3 separate regions of the Hordeum vulgare genome follow, and all the other regions are linked to region 1. Evidence: chromatin contacts called from public Hi-C data. All regions are on one chromosome and are shown on one strand. The core of a region is the stretch at or near the end of the contact, and the rest is flanking DNA. Distances in the headings are between cores, read along the strand shown.

Region 1 (4,167 bases), core at 740-3,239:
CGCCACCCTCGACCTCTTGATGGCAACGGTGGTGGAGCCGCCGACGCCGGGGAGGACGCCCCTGTAGACCACACCGTTGCCTCCTCGGCCGAGGACCCGCGCATCGTCGAAGTTGCCGGTGGCCTTCTTGATCTCCTCCTCGGAAAAGATCTTGAATGCCACGCCGGAGCTGGCCAGTGAACCCAGGTGCTGCTGCAGGAGGAGTCCACCGTTCTGCTCGAAGAACCTCTGCTTTGCTCGGAGCATCCTCCTCTTTTGAAGACTCAGGTGTGCCCAGAAGCCCGCCAGGATCACCAGGAACACGCCTATGCTTACACCTGAACAAATTGTTCATGATTACAAACGATTTTACTAGTACAATGTAGCTAGACTCTAGTCATGTATAAGGACTTCTTTCCCTGTTTCCTGAATAAAATTGACTTTATTAGTACTCCCTCCGTTCCATAATATAAGTCTTTTTAGAGATTCCACTAAAAGACTACATACGGATGTATATAGACATACTTTAGAGTGTAGATTCACTTATTTTGCTTCGTATGTGGCCCCTTGGTGAAATCGCTTAAAATACTTATATTTAGGAACGGATGGAGTATCTCTGAACTAAAATGCCTGTGAATTTCAGTCAAATTCAAGTATTTTCAAACAAAACCTAACGACTGAAGCATGTTGTTCTATTCTACCTGTGACGGCCTTCAGCGCCAATGTGAATTTGTCTTGTTGGTGGCAACCATCCTGCACGGTAGCGTTTCCACTCCACCCCTTGGGGCATGTGCAGAGGTAGCTGCCTGGCGTGTTGCTACACACACCGTAGCACGGGTACAAATCATGTCGCGCGCATTCGTCCAAGTCTTCCGTTTGAGTTATAGTATGAGAAAATTCGTCAGTTCGACAAAAAAATCAGAAGAGGATGTCAAGCCACAGATGAGCAAGAACTGATCGACGAGACAAGAATTCCGGGAACATAGTACTAGTATTGGAGTTGGAGTGGTACCGTTGCAGCCGCCGACGACATATGGGTTCCCCTCGTAGCCGCTGGTGCAGTTGCAGACGTACCCGGGGCCGTTGCTCGAGTCCAGGCACACGCTGTGCGCGCTCCGGCACGCGTAGGCGGCGGTGGCGTTCTCCCGCACGGCGGCGCAGGAGCCCCCGGCGCCTCTGATGGCCCAGTCCAGCACGACGGGCACGGCGAAGTCGCCGGTCCTGTTGAAGTGGGAGCCGGCGTACCAGAACCACCAGGCGTCCACCATGAACGCGTAGGCGCAGCCCGTGGAGTTAGCCAGGAACGTGCCTCCCTGCTGCTGCTGGCGCCGGCCGAAGCTGCGGACGTGCGGGCGGTACGAGTCCAGCCCCAGAGGGATGTTGCTCTGGCAGCAGCCGTCGCCGCCCCGGCACGACCCGGGCAGCGCGCGCGCCGACGGCCGGCACACCGACATGCACCCGGTCACGTAGTACCCTCCGTCGTCCACGAAGTAGGCCAGGTCCGGGCAGCCGATGGCCACGAACTTGCTCTTCATGGAGGAGAAGAGGAAGGCGCTGCCGTTGAGGGCCATGGGGTACTCCCGCCGGCCAAGAACGCGGCCGGAGCCGGAGGTGCGGTCGTAGCAGGCGCGGCTGGCGTTGAGCAGCACGGTGGCCTCGGCAGAGGCGAGCGAGATGGCGACGACCTCGTGGCCGTAGCCGGCCACGGTCAGCCGCGGTGGGTGGCGCGTGTCGTCGCACTCGAGCCGGAACCCACGGTCCTCGCCACGGTGGCAGCGCGCTCCGATTCCGAAGGGGTAGGGGACGGTCACGTTGCCGCACTGCCGCCGGCACCCCGGCGCTGCTGTGGGTGGAAGCAGCGGCGCTGCCAGCAATAGCAGAACTGCAAGCATTGCCATTCTTTCTGCAGTCAAAGCTAAGCGGTGGCTGCCTGGATCTGGATGGACCGCCTTTAGCGTCTGGGCAGAGCACTTGGATTGATATCGGTGATCGACGGAAGATGTCAAGAAAACAACGCAGAGCGCAGCAAATGCAAGGAGGACACGTCCTTACCAGCAGCTTCGTTGACGGGGAGTACACGGCGAGACAATCGTGTACTGTAGGTCAGATAGAACCATTATTCGCCTGGAGCTGTCTATGGTTTTTTCTTTTCGAGGGAACGGAGCTGTCTATCTGAGACATGACATAACTTCTTGAGAGCAAGTATAATAACGTACAATCAGCAGACTGTAAGGATTAAAATACTATATTTTTGCTGAGTTGGATGAGAGAGAAGGGAAGCGAGCTCTTCGTGAAGAGCCAGCTCTAGCACGTGCTCCTAAGTGCTTTGTGAGAATGAAAGGTGGGTCATATATGATAAAAATAGTATCCTTTTAAACTAACTATTGTACAAGCTAGCTATAAGAGGGGATATAAGACTGGTTATAGCCAGCAGTTGACTATACTATTAACCATGCTCTAACCTCTCTTCAACACACTGCGTGTGGAAATGGTCAATACACGTTGCGGGCCGAATAAATAAGGGGTTATGCCATCTAGATGAGAATTAACTATGTCTCGCCGACTTGTAGTTAGGGTTGACCTAGTGTTTTCTTGGGACGCCGTTGGGGTGGTGAGAGCAGCGTCCGGGCAAATAAATCTGTCTCAACTCTATTCCCACACTGGCGGCGACCTTCACGGCGGCGTCTTGGAGTTGTGGCAACGTGTGCTGCTCGGTCCTTCAGATCGCCAGCTTGGTCTTTTCGTTGTTCTTCAGATCTGGCGAGATCAGTTTCTCGGTCTGTCGCTGGCGTTCGTGGTTATTCGCGACGACGCTGACGGCCGGGGCGAGGTGGTTCTTCTGGAGCGAGGATGTCGGTCCGAAGGTGGTGGATATGCCGTTCCTCTCCAACTTTGATGGGAGGCGACAAATCTTGGTCCAAGACAACACGAGGACGTCCCCCGATCGACGCGCCACAACGACATGTGCCTTGCTGCGTGCAGCGGACCTGTTCATCGACTCACAAAGCCTTGTTGGTGATGGTGCTTTCTCGGATCTTGGGATGGTGGAGGCTCGACGTCTCTTCCGGCGTTCGCCTCGGTGGCGTTGGAGTTGGGCGGCGGCCGTTCGCTACGGTGGTTGCAGGAAACCCTAGGGATCGTTTTGTATTTCTCGATCTTTTATGTTTTTATCTGCAAATTCAGGATAATCATTTTATCCCGGTTTGTCTTTTAGTTTTCACGTGTGATGCTTATTGTAACTTAATTTCGATTAATGAAACATGTGGTTGTTCAAAAAAAAACTCATTAATCCATCTTATTTTGCTTATGCGAGTTAATCATTGATCCATCCTTCTCTAGTTTTCTAGATTTAGCATATATACATACGTCACATTATACATCGATGCATCGTGTCCAGTCCATCCAAGTCCACATGCTTCCCTTCCTCCTCCCACACATGTGCGAACACGATCTCCGTCATAGTTGATCTGGAGATTGAGCTTCTCTACTTTGATCACTATGATGAACTGCATCGCGCTAGTGTTGTCAATCAAGAGAGTGAGACCGCAACGCGGGTGTTGGGAGCCAAGTGAGTGTAGCAGATCAGGGGCGAAGCTAGAAAAAATGATCAGTGGGGTCAATCAATTTTGACGAAGCTAGAAAAAATGATCAGTGGGGTCAATCAATTTTGATGAATCGAAATCCTGAGGATAAAACTCAGCTAGCTTCAACAAACTCTCTAGGTTAAAAGCAGCGAAAGAGTTTTTTGAATTTAAAGAAGCCATGTGAATAAGCAATGCAGAATTTACTTCATTGTATCTGTCGATCAATCCCTAAACAAATAGCAACATTGACAAAATGCCTTATGCACTTTATCAGTGTACTCTAGCCAATGATAATCTTTATACCATTCTGGCTTGAATCTTCGCTCGAATCCTTCGATGGTCTTTTGCGGATATATAAAGCCTTCTTGTGGCCTATAAGGTCCTCTAGTTAAATATATTGTTCTGATCTCATCTTGCTTCTTTCGATTCTTAGTGTATTATGATATTCTTTTTCGATTAGCCGGCTCAAAAGGAAGTTCATCGAAATTAATGCCTCCTGTAGTAGTAGTAGTACCAATATTTGGTGCGTGATATTGCCTTAGTCTAACTGGCCTTGAATTCCCTACAGATCAGTCTCTGTTCCACTTTGTTTCAGCAGAAATCT
Region 2 (4,167 bases), core at 1,037-3,536, 230 kb after region 1:
CTCGTTTCCCGTGGAAATCAATGTGAAGGTTGCGCCGCCGGTCAGCTTTCCATTGATTCACGGCCGGCGCAGTGAAGGCGCGACAACGCATGCCCCGTCGGTTCCTACCACACGTTCACACAGGGCTGCTCCGCGTGCCCACCCGCCCGCGGCTATATAAGGTGCCCTCTCCCCGCCGGTGGCCACATACCTCTCTCACCGACACCCTCTCCTCTCCTTCTTCGTCACCGGTGCCTCCTCTCTTTTTTTCTCCCCAAAAAATGGTTGAATGCTTCCCCGACGACGGAGCGGCAACCAATTGCTTCGGCCACCGTCACCTCCACGAGGACGAGGCCCGTCTTCTATACGAGGCGGACTACCCGGCGCCACTGGACATGCGGGTGACGGGGTCGTGGAGGCTGAGCGCCGGCGGAGTCCTGGTGCCACCGCCGCCCTCTCGAGCTGACCGGCGGGCCGAGATCTTGTGCATCAGGTCGTCGCTGCGGGAGAGCTTGTGCAACCTGTCGAGGTACGTCCCCCACAGCAACACGACGCGGATGGCGTACTTCGAACGCCGGCACGCCGACCAGCTCGCCGCCACCAACGGGTCGAACCATGCGTCCGCCACAACTCCGAGGGACGCCGCCAATAGTGAGGCATCCCCGGTCGCACATTAGAGGCCGTCCTCGAGCACATCGAGGACGGTAACTCGCCGAGGTACGAGTACCCATCGCCACCCGCCTTCTCCTGCCGTCGCGGCAGCTCCTGGACGCAAAGGCCGATGGAGACGGCGCCGTCCTCCTCGTCCTGTTCCCGCTCCCGCTCCTCCGGGTCACTGACGCTCCTCTCCACCAATCTGGAGCCGTAGGAGACGTCACTGGGGTAGCGCACGCGCAGCGGCGACATCGTCATTAATGAGCCCGGCGTCTCCCGCCTTGTCAAGCCGAAGACGGAGCCGGGACTCCTTCCCGTCAAGCAAGAGCACCTAGGCATGGCCGCCGACGACGAGACCGCCCTTAAATGGGCGCGGGGTGACTACGTCTAGAAGGAGATAGAGTGTGAGCACCACACCCTTGAGGAGATCGCCACCTGGCGCCGCGGCCGCAAGGAGGGCGGCGGCGTCAGCCTCGACGACAACAATGAGGAGGCGTCGGGGCCTTCCAACCCCGTTCGCCACGGCGACCCAGGGCAGGGGTGCAGCAAAGACGACGGTGGAGCGCATGAGGACGACAATGACGACGGTGACTATTGTTGGGTTTAGTCCCACATCGGTTGTGGGAGGAGACATAACATGACTTATAAGGGTGAGGGTGTCCCCTCCTAATAGGCTAGTCTTTTGGAGGGAGAGGGTCCAAGGCTTGTCATAAGTCGGTGTTGCTCTCCGGTTGGGCCTGTTGACGCATGTGGGTCGGAAACGCTGGTGTTAGCGGACCCGGGATTGCGTAACAAGTGGTATCAGAGCCCAGATGCCCGGAATAGATCTCGGTAGACTCACGGATGGTCGGTCATGGTTGGTGGGCTGGAGATGTTGGTATTAGCGAGCCATAGGCGACCGATGTGTGAGGAGGAGACATAACACGACTTATAAGGGTGAGAGTGTCCCCTCCTAATAGGCTAGTCTTTTGAAAAGAGATGGTCCAATGCCTGTTATAAGTCGGTGTTGCTCTTCGGTTGGGCATATTAACGCATGTGGATCGGAAACGTTGGTGTTATCGGATCTGGGATTGCATAACAATTATACTAATTTCTACAAGCTTTTCGACATGTAAAAGATAACGCTATTTTAGGTCCGTGTGGCTGAACGGCTGAAAAAAAACTCTAAGGCCGGACGAGTGACAGAATTACTGGAAACACTCTAAGGCCGCACGAGTGACAGAATTACTGCCGGCACGGCACCCATGCGGCGAGCCTCTGATGCCGATGCCCCCAGCTTCGATCACACATTGTTGAGTCGAGCAGACAGACGGAAGGTGGCATTTCGCTGCCGCCCAGCACCAAACCATTTCCCAAGGTTATATATAACCCGCGAGTCAGCGTCGTCGATCGGCCGGCAGGCCGGCAACATGTGGTCTGCATCCTCGTGAAGGCATCATGCCCGCCTACCTTCGAAAACGAGTCGCTCTAGCGTGAATCCATGATGATGTTGGTTGCCTCCTCCCGGTTGCCTTCTTCTCCTCGAAATCAGGGGGAGATTTCCAAACTTTGGTGCCTTGACGAAACAGGGAAACCATCACCTCCTACTCCTAGCAACCATGTGGTTGCATCTAATCTCTAGTGCGTGGACTGGGTCCCCTGCACTTACGCTGGGGCCCCCCTGAAGTGGCCGGTGCCCCCGTTCGACCAATGGACGCAGCGGCATTCGAAATGGCAGTGTACTGCTGTACTTCGGAGAGGCGGTTAAGATTTTAATCTATACGCCAGTTTTCTCTAAGTGCTATACTCCCGTTGCGCATCGGGATAATTAATATGTAAATTTAGAGCAGGTCGTGCACTTCTTTACCTGTACCTGCTCGTTCTGCATCAATGGCGCATTGCTGGAGCAGGGACAGACGCTCAGGTAGATCTGCGTGAGGGAGGCAAAGTCAACCGGCAGGAACATGATACAGTTTCGAATCTGTATGCGGCCGTTATAAACAATTATTCGGACTTGAACAAGCTCAGGGGATTCCCGTGTATGCAGTAGTGTCACGAGTACGGGTACATCCCCGTGCAAATGCAAGAAGATATAACCGCATGGGCGTCTAGTGTTTGGCTGGCTCATCCTAAGTGCAAACATGTTTAGTGCAATGTTTGCCAGGCTCTTGACGACATGGGCGTCTAATGATCATGCGATAGATCCATGCACAAATACTAAGTTCTTGAACAATAAATTTATGAGTAAAACGCATGATAAGTCCTAAATGCAACCGTAAAAACAAGGGGAAATACCCTCGTCCAGTCGACAGATCTTTTTTGCTCGCGACGACCGTCTCCATTGTCGTCGGATCTCAGACGGCTCAGGAGTGTTTCCATGAGCTTTCACTATTCTTTAACTAGGCAGTTGTTTCAAAAAGCATATCGCAACAAACGATCTGTTGCAAGAAAAATTTGCAACAAGAGATGTGTCAAAAATATTTCGGTAACAAAACAAAGCAATTGTTTCTGCAACGCGATTGTTGTTTCTACTAGGCGATCGTTGTTTCAGGAATTATTTCTACAATGCGGCTATAGTTTCTGCAACGCGGCCGTTGTTGCAAAGAGACGAACGCAACACAAGCCTTGTTGCGAAGCTCACTGGAAGAAGATCGGACGGTTGGCGAGCTCAGATCCTGCGGCTATCAAGGCGGAGGATGTTTTCTAAACATCACCCCAACTCTCTCTCTCTCTCTCTCTCTCTCTCTCTCTCCCTCTCTCTCTCCCTCCCTCCCTCCCTCCCTCCCCCTCTCTTTCTCCCATGTCACCATCAGTGCCTCTACACCCTTGTAATAGAGTTGGCCGTGTGGGTCGTTGTGTGGGCGCGAGCATGACCACACTTGGGAAATTGTCACGACTGCTGAAGGACGCGGAAGAGTGCGCAAAAACTGCAAAGTTGGCATAAAGGTGATCAAGAGTGACGCAACCCCAACAACAATGACATGTCGGTAGCAATTCGATGTTCTGAGACGTGTCATTCTACCACTCTGTAGTGAGATTGAGATGACCGTTCTACTCTCCTTGCTGGAGCTCAAGCCATCATGCCATTGATGGCCTCTGTGATGTCGCTTCCAAGCATTATATGTGTGGGAGAATACGACGGCGTGAGAATGAGGTGAGATAATACTCTAGGGGTTTTGTTTGATATTTACCTATTATAAGTTAGCTTGATGGGCCAATTGGGTCAACGTGGGAACAATCCAAGCATCTCCAAGCGACACATCGGTGGGTCAATACTGGTCATGCAAGCTTAAGATCCGAGATGAACAACTACGAGAGAGGGAGTGCATCTACATATCCTTGTATATCGCTAAGCGAAAGCGTTGTGAAACGCGGTTGATGTAGTCGAACGTCTTCGTGATCCAATCACGAATGTTTCGATCAAGTGCTGAACGGACGGCACTTCCGCGTTGAGCACACGTGCAGCTCGATGATGCCTTCACCACCTCGATCCAGCGAGCGAAGGCGAAGTAGTAGTTGAGTTCTCCGGCAACAAGATGGCATGATGCCGATGGT
Region 3 (4,167 bases), core at 747-3,246, 170 kb after region 1:
AAAGTTATGTGGCAGATATGCTTTGCATTTACTATCTTTTTATGCACATAAACCCCCAAAATAACGGTTACAATGCTTTGCAATTATGTACACACAAAAGCTGACTTAATTGGTTATTATTCTTTACACTTTCCTTCAAAAACATAAGGAAAAGAAAGAAAGAAAGGAAGAAATGATCAAACCACATTGTGGCAGGTAAGGCTTGGTTTCCATTGGACCTGCCTGTTCTCCACCCACGCCAAGAATCTGTAAACCTTCCCAAATACACACAGGAACACCAGCCCGGCGACGACCCCGTACACGGCCACGCTCGCCGCGGCGCCCTCGGCGAGCACCCAGCCGGCGAGGTATACGGCGTCGCCGGACACGAAAAGCCAGCTCGCGATCTCCAGCGCCGACCGCGTCCACGCGCTCAGCCGCTCCTCGCCGTAGATCCGGCACACCATCCTGGAGCAGAGCGCGAAGATGATGGACAGCGCTGTCTTGGACAGGCCCCGGTAGAGCACCGTCCGTCCGCCCACCACCAGAGGCTCCATCCGGCAGAGGCAGGTGGCGCACTTGCCGGAGAACCGCGACCAGCGGAGCGCATCCGTGCCCGTGTAGTAGGGCAGCACGACGGCGTCCAGGTACAGGCTCGCGTGCAGGATCCCGGACACGGTGGACGCCTCGAGCACGGCGTAGCGCACGTCGCCGTCGGCCTCGTTCCGGAACGCCAGCGCCGACGCCTGCAGCGTGAGCAGCAATGCCGGGCCGAGCCGCGCGAGCGGGAAGACGGCGTTGATCCGCTGCCCCTTGGCGAGGACCAGCAGCACCAGCGGCATCAAGAAGGGCCCCGACGGCACCAGGTACTTCCGCTTGATCCTCCCGACGCCACCGGCCGAGCTGCTGCCGCCGCCAGCCCTGACGATCTCTGCCACGGTGAAGGCCACAGCGGACAGGAGGCAGTAAACGGCCAAAACGGCGACGAGGACGCCGACGGCAGCCGAGTAGTCGCCCGGGTAGGAGCTGTCGCAGTAGTAGTGGTAAGGGCAGGTGATGAGGTCGGTGGTCTCCTCCAGCTGCCACCTGGTGCACTTGACGATCTGCCTCGTGATGTTGCTTCCATGGCCGCTCCACGCGCTCGTCGCCACCGCCGCCGCCTTGCCGCCGCCCCCTAGAACAGACAGCACCTGATCGTACGACATGGCCGCCCCCGGATCAACCAACAAAGTCCTAATGATACGACAATGATGCTACCCTTCTCCTCTGCCTTGACCTTCGGCTGCTGCTAACAGCACTGTGCATTCTGCATCGAGGTGGCTAATGATGGCTTCTCCGCAGGAGCTCACTCGTCTTATGGTTATGGATCCCCGGTGCCATGCGCTCCGCCTCATGGATGTTGGTGTGGTGCTCATGTTGCTTGCAGAGTGTGAGATGGGGATGGTTTAGCCGATGGGCCCCGTGTACCTAGCATCTGATGGAGACAAGAAAGATAGACACGAGATGATTTTTGAGGCTCGTCAGCGAGCAGGGAGATAAACAATGTGCAGCGGTAGGGGTAACTTGTTGGTGAATGGATCGTGAATCGGCCAAAAATTCGGCTTAAAGAAACAAAATCAGTTCCTGATGGCTTCCTGACAGAGACACGTCAACTCAAAGGCGTTGCGTATGGTCACCGACAGGTCACATTTCCCCCCATGAGAGCGCGTGAGAATGAGACCTCGAGGTTCTGAAAAGTTAACGTACACTGCGAGCGGGATTGGCACGCATTTGGTCGCACCAGAGGAATGTTGGTTACCACAGTTTTTCCCCAAAACTGCCGTGCCTCGTGCCGTCGTTCCGACTAGAGTTATATGCTCTCTGATTTCAGTTCCAGTAAATGAGTTACTCCTGGCGATGGACGTTCTGACTTTGTTTGTGAGACACTAGTAGGTGGGAGCACTTGTTTAACTGTACCAATAGTTTGTTGTGGGATTTGGTGGCCACCGCGTCATCATTGTTGCGCTTTTTTTTCTGGATAACTATTGCACATTATTGATCAAGTAGGGCTTGTACAAAGTAAAAGTCTTTTTTTTTTCATTTTGCTCAAAAGTACACCAATTTAACTAATCTTTCATTTTTCATAGTCTAATGCCATTTTGCACTGTCAAATTTCTACTAATTTGCTGCAAGGAACAGGCTGACTAAGCAATTTAGTTTTAAGGATTGCTTTTTGTTAGAGCATATTTCTCCGTATGCGGTTTTCGTAATTGATGACAATCCTTATGGACTAATAATTACATTGAGTTATATTCGAAGGATTTGTCCATAGGCACTTCTCGAAGTCCATCTATTGGTTTCAAGGAGTTTATATGATAATCAAGGTGGTATTCAAAGTATTATCCAAAGATTGGTCATAAAGACACAAGATTGATCAAGACTAAGCAAAGAGTAAATCAAGATGATCAACACATAGTGTACAAGATGTACCGAGAGAGATCAAGTGATCCTATGGTATGGTAAGCATTGTCCATAACGCTTTTGTGTACTAACCCATGGTCTTCGTGAGAGTTCTATGTGGGGTTAGGTGTGTTTCCACGGGTTTGCGTCAAGAGAAAGATCCCATTCAACCTATGAAGGATGACATCAAGTGGTGATCGTCATCAAGATTATGGTGTGCAAGTTTAAGTGGAGCATCACGAAGATATCATGCTTGAAGCTTGCCGTCCATTGTGGTGGCAATGGACTTGTGAAGATGTATTGAAGAGTGGCTCACCCATAGTGAGTATGGGGGAGAAATCAACTAGTCTTCATCAAACCAAGGCAATCAAGAAAGGTGGTCCATCTTGAGGAAGCCAAGATCATCGTCATCTAGCTCAAGAGGACTAGGTGCTAGGTATAGGTTTTCCCTTGATAGGTTTTTCTATTTTAGGATAAATTGTCGTACTCTCAAGGGGGGCTCTCAAGTGAGTAGCTTGATCGTATCGTTCGTTGAGAGCTCAAATCATTTGCATCCTTGCATCATATTTCTTGGTTCTTGTTTGGTGTTTCTCTTTGTGAGTTTTAGAGCTTATGGGCATATTCATGACAAGCTCGAGTTCATCGAAAACGGAGTCCGTATGCATCTTCAATGATGTTTTCTATGTTGGAAGTTTTTGCCGGTTCTTCATTCATAGAGGTCTCACATCTCTATATCATTAGCATTTTCATAACTGCATGTTCTTAACAGCGGACGTAGTTCTTTGTCGGTTCTTCATTCATAGAGATCTCACATCTCTATACCACGGTAGTACCGCTTGGGCGATACTTTCGTTGTATAAAGAGCAGACGTAGTTCTTTACCACCGCCCTCAGGCGGTAGTACCGCAACCATGTTCGGTACTACCGTGTCAGACTTTTTCACAGCCGTAGCCTCAACGGAGGTAGACAGGAAAGTAGTTTTTTTACTTCTGTGGCAGTTGGATTCTACCATGCGGTAGTACCGTAAGGGCGCGCTGTAGTACCGCTCTGACGGTTCTATCGCTCGTTGCCCTGTGCAGTAGTTCCTCCCTCTGCCACCACCGTGCGTGAGGTAGTACCGCACCGGCAGCGATAGTACCGCTTTGCTCGGGCTGAAAGTGGGGTAACGGGTAGATTCTTTCCCCCACTATATAAAGGGGCTCTTTTTCCCCATTTGATCTTATCCATCCGTTGAGCTCGTGTTCTTCCCCCATTATTGACCTTCTTAGAGCTTGCTAACTCTCAATCCCCCCAATGATTCTTGCTAGTTTTTGAGGGAAAAGAGAGAGGAGATCTAGATCCACATCTCCGCCAATCACTTTCTCCTCTATGTGAGGGGAACCCCTTGGATCTTGATCTTGGAGTTCTTTGTGAGCTCCTTGTTCTTCCTCTCATATTTCTCCATAGCTTTTGTTGTTGCGGAGGGATTTGAGTGTGAGGGACTTGACCACTTTGTGTGTTCTTGCCATTGCATTAGTTGCATCGGTTTGAGTTCTCCACGGTGATACGTGGAAGTGAGAAGTTGAGAAGCTTATTACCCTTTGGTACTTGGTACCCTAGAGATTGTTCTGCATGGATGCTTTGGCTTCCTAGAAGCTTGGTGGTGCCTCGGATCTCAATCATTGTGGTGTAAAGCTCCGGGCAAGCGTCAGGGTCTCCAATTAATTTGTGGAGATTGCCCCGAGCATTTGTGGTCACCTCGAAGCCATAT

Evidence for each region. A called contact is a pair of places that touch in the nucleus more often than the background predicts.
Region 2: a Hi-C map of leaf shows a contact between it and region 1, with 2.8 times the contacts expected there. The contact joins the enhancer-like site here to the promoter of LOC123446915 in region 1. A contact is called at or near these places in 2 of 6 Hi-C or Micro-C datasets (leaf and seedling).
Region 3: a contact with region 1 is called in a Hi-C map of leaf, with 4 times the contacts expected there. The contact joins the promoter of LOC123446912 here to the promoter of LOC123446915 in region 1. A contact is called at or near these places in 2 of 6 Hi-C or Micro-C datasets (leaf and seedling).

What each region holds. Positions count from the first base shown.
Region 1 is chr4H:548,062,100-548,066,266 of MorexV3_pseudomolecules_assembly, reverse strand. It overlaps LOC123446915 (putative wall-associated receptor kinase-like 16), which reads right to left and starts at 1,989. Exons shown (of 3, transcript XM_045123460.1): 1 at 992-1,989; 2 at 681-848; 3 at 1-317. The coding sequence starts at 1,877.
Region 2 is chr4H:547,828,495-547,832,661 of MorexV3_pseudomolecules_assembly, reverse strand. No RefSeq gene overlaps it. Among protein-coding and RNA genes, the nearest start is that of LOC123446911, 22 kb to the right of the region's middle. Within about 2 kb of position 2,286, at least 2 of the 3 cell types and tissues checked have open chromatin away from gene starts, as enhancers often do. A contact at or near this core is called in leaf, where this site is marked.
Region 3 is chr4H:547,896,644-547,900,810 of MorexV3_pseudomolecules_assembly, reverse strand. It overlaps LOC123446912, which reads right to left and starts at 1,996. Exons shown (of 1, transcript XM_045123458.1): 1 at 84-1,996. The coding sequence starts at 1,184. The coding sequence ends at 177.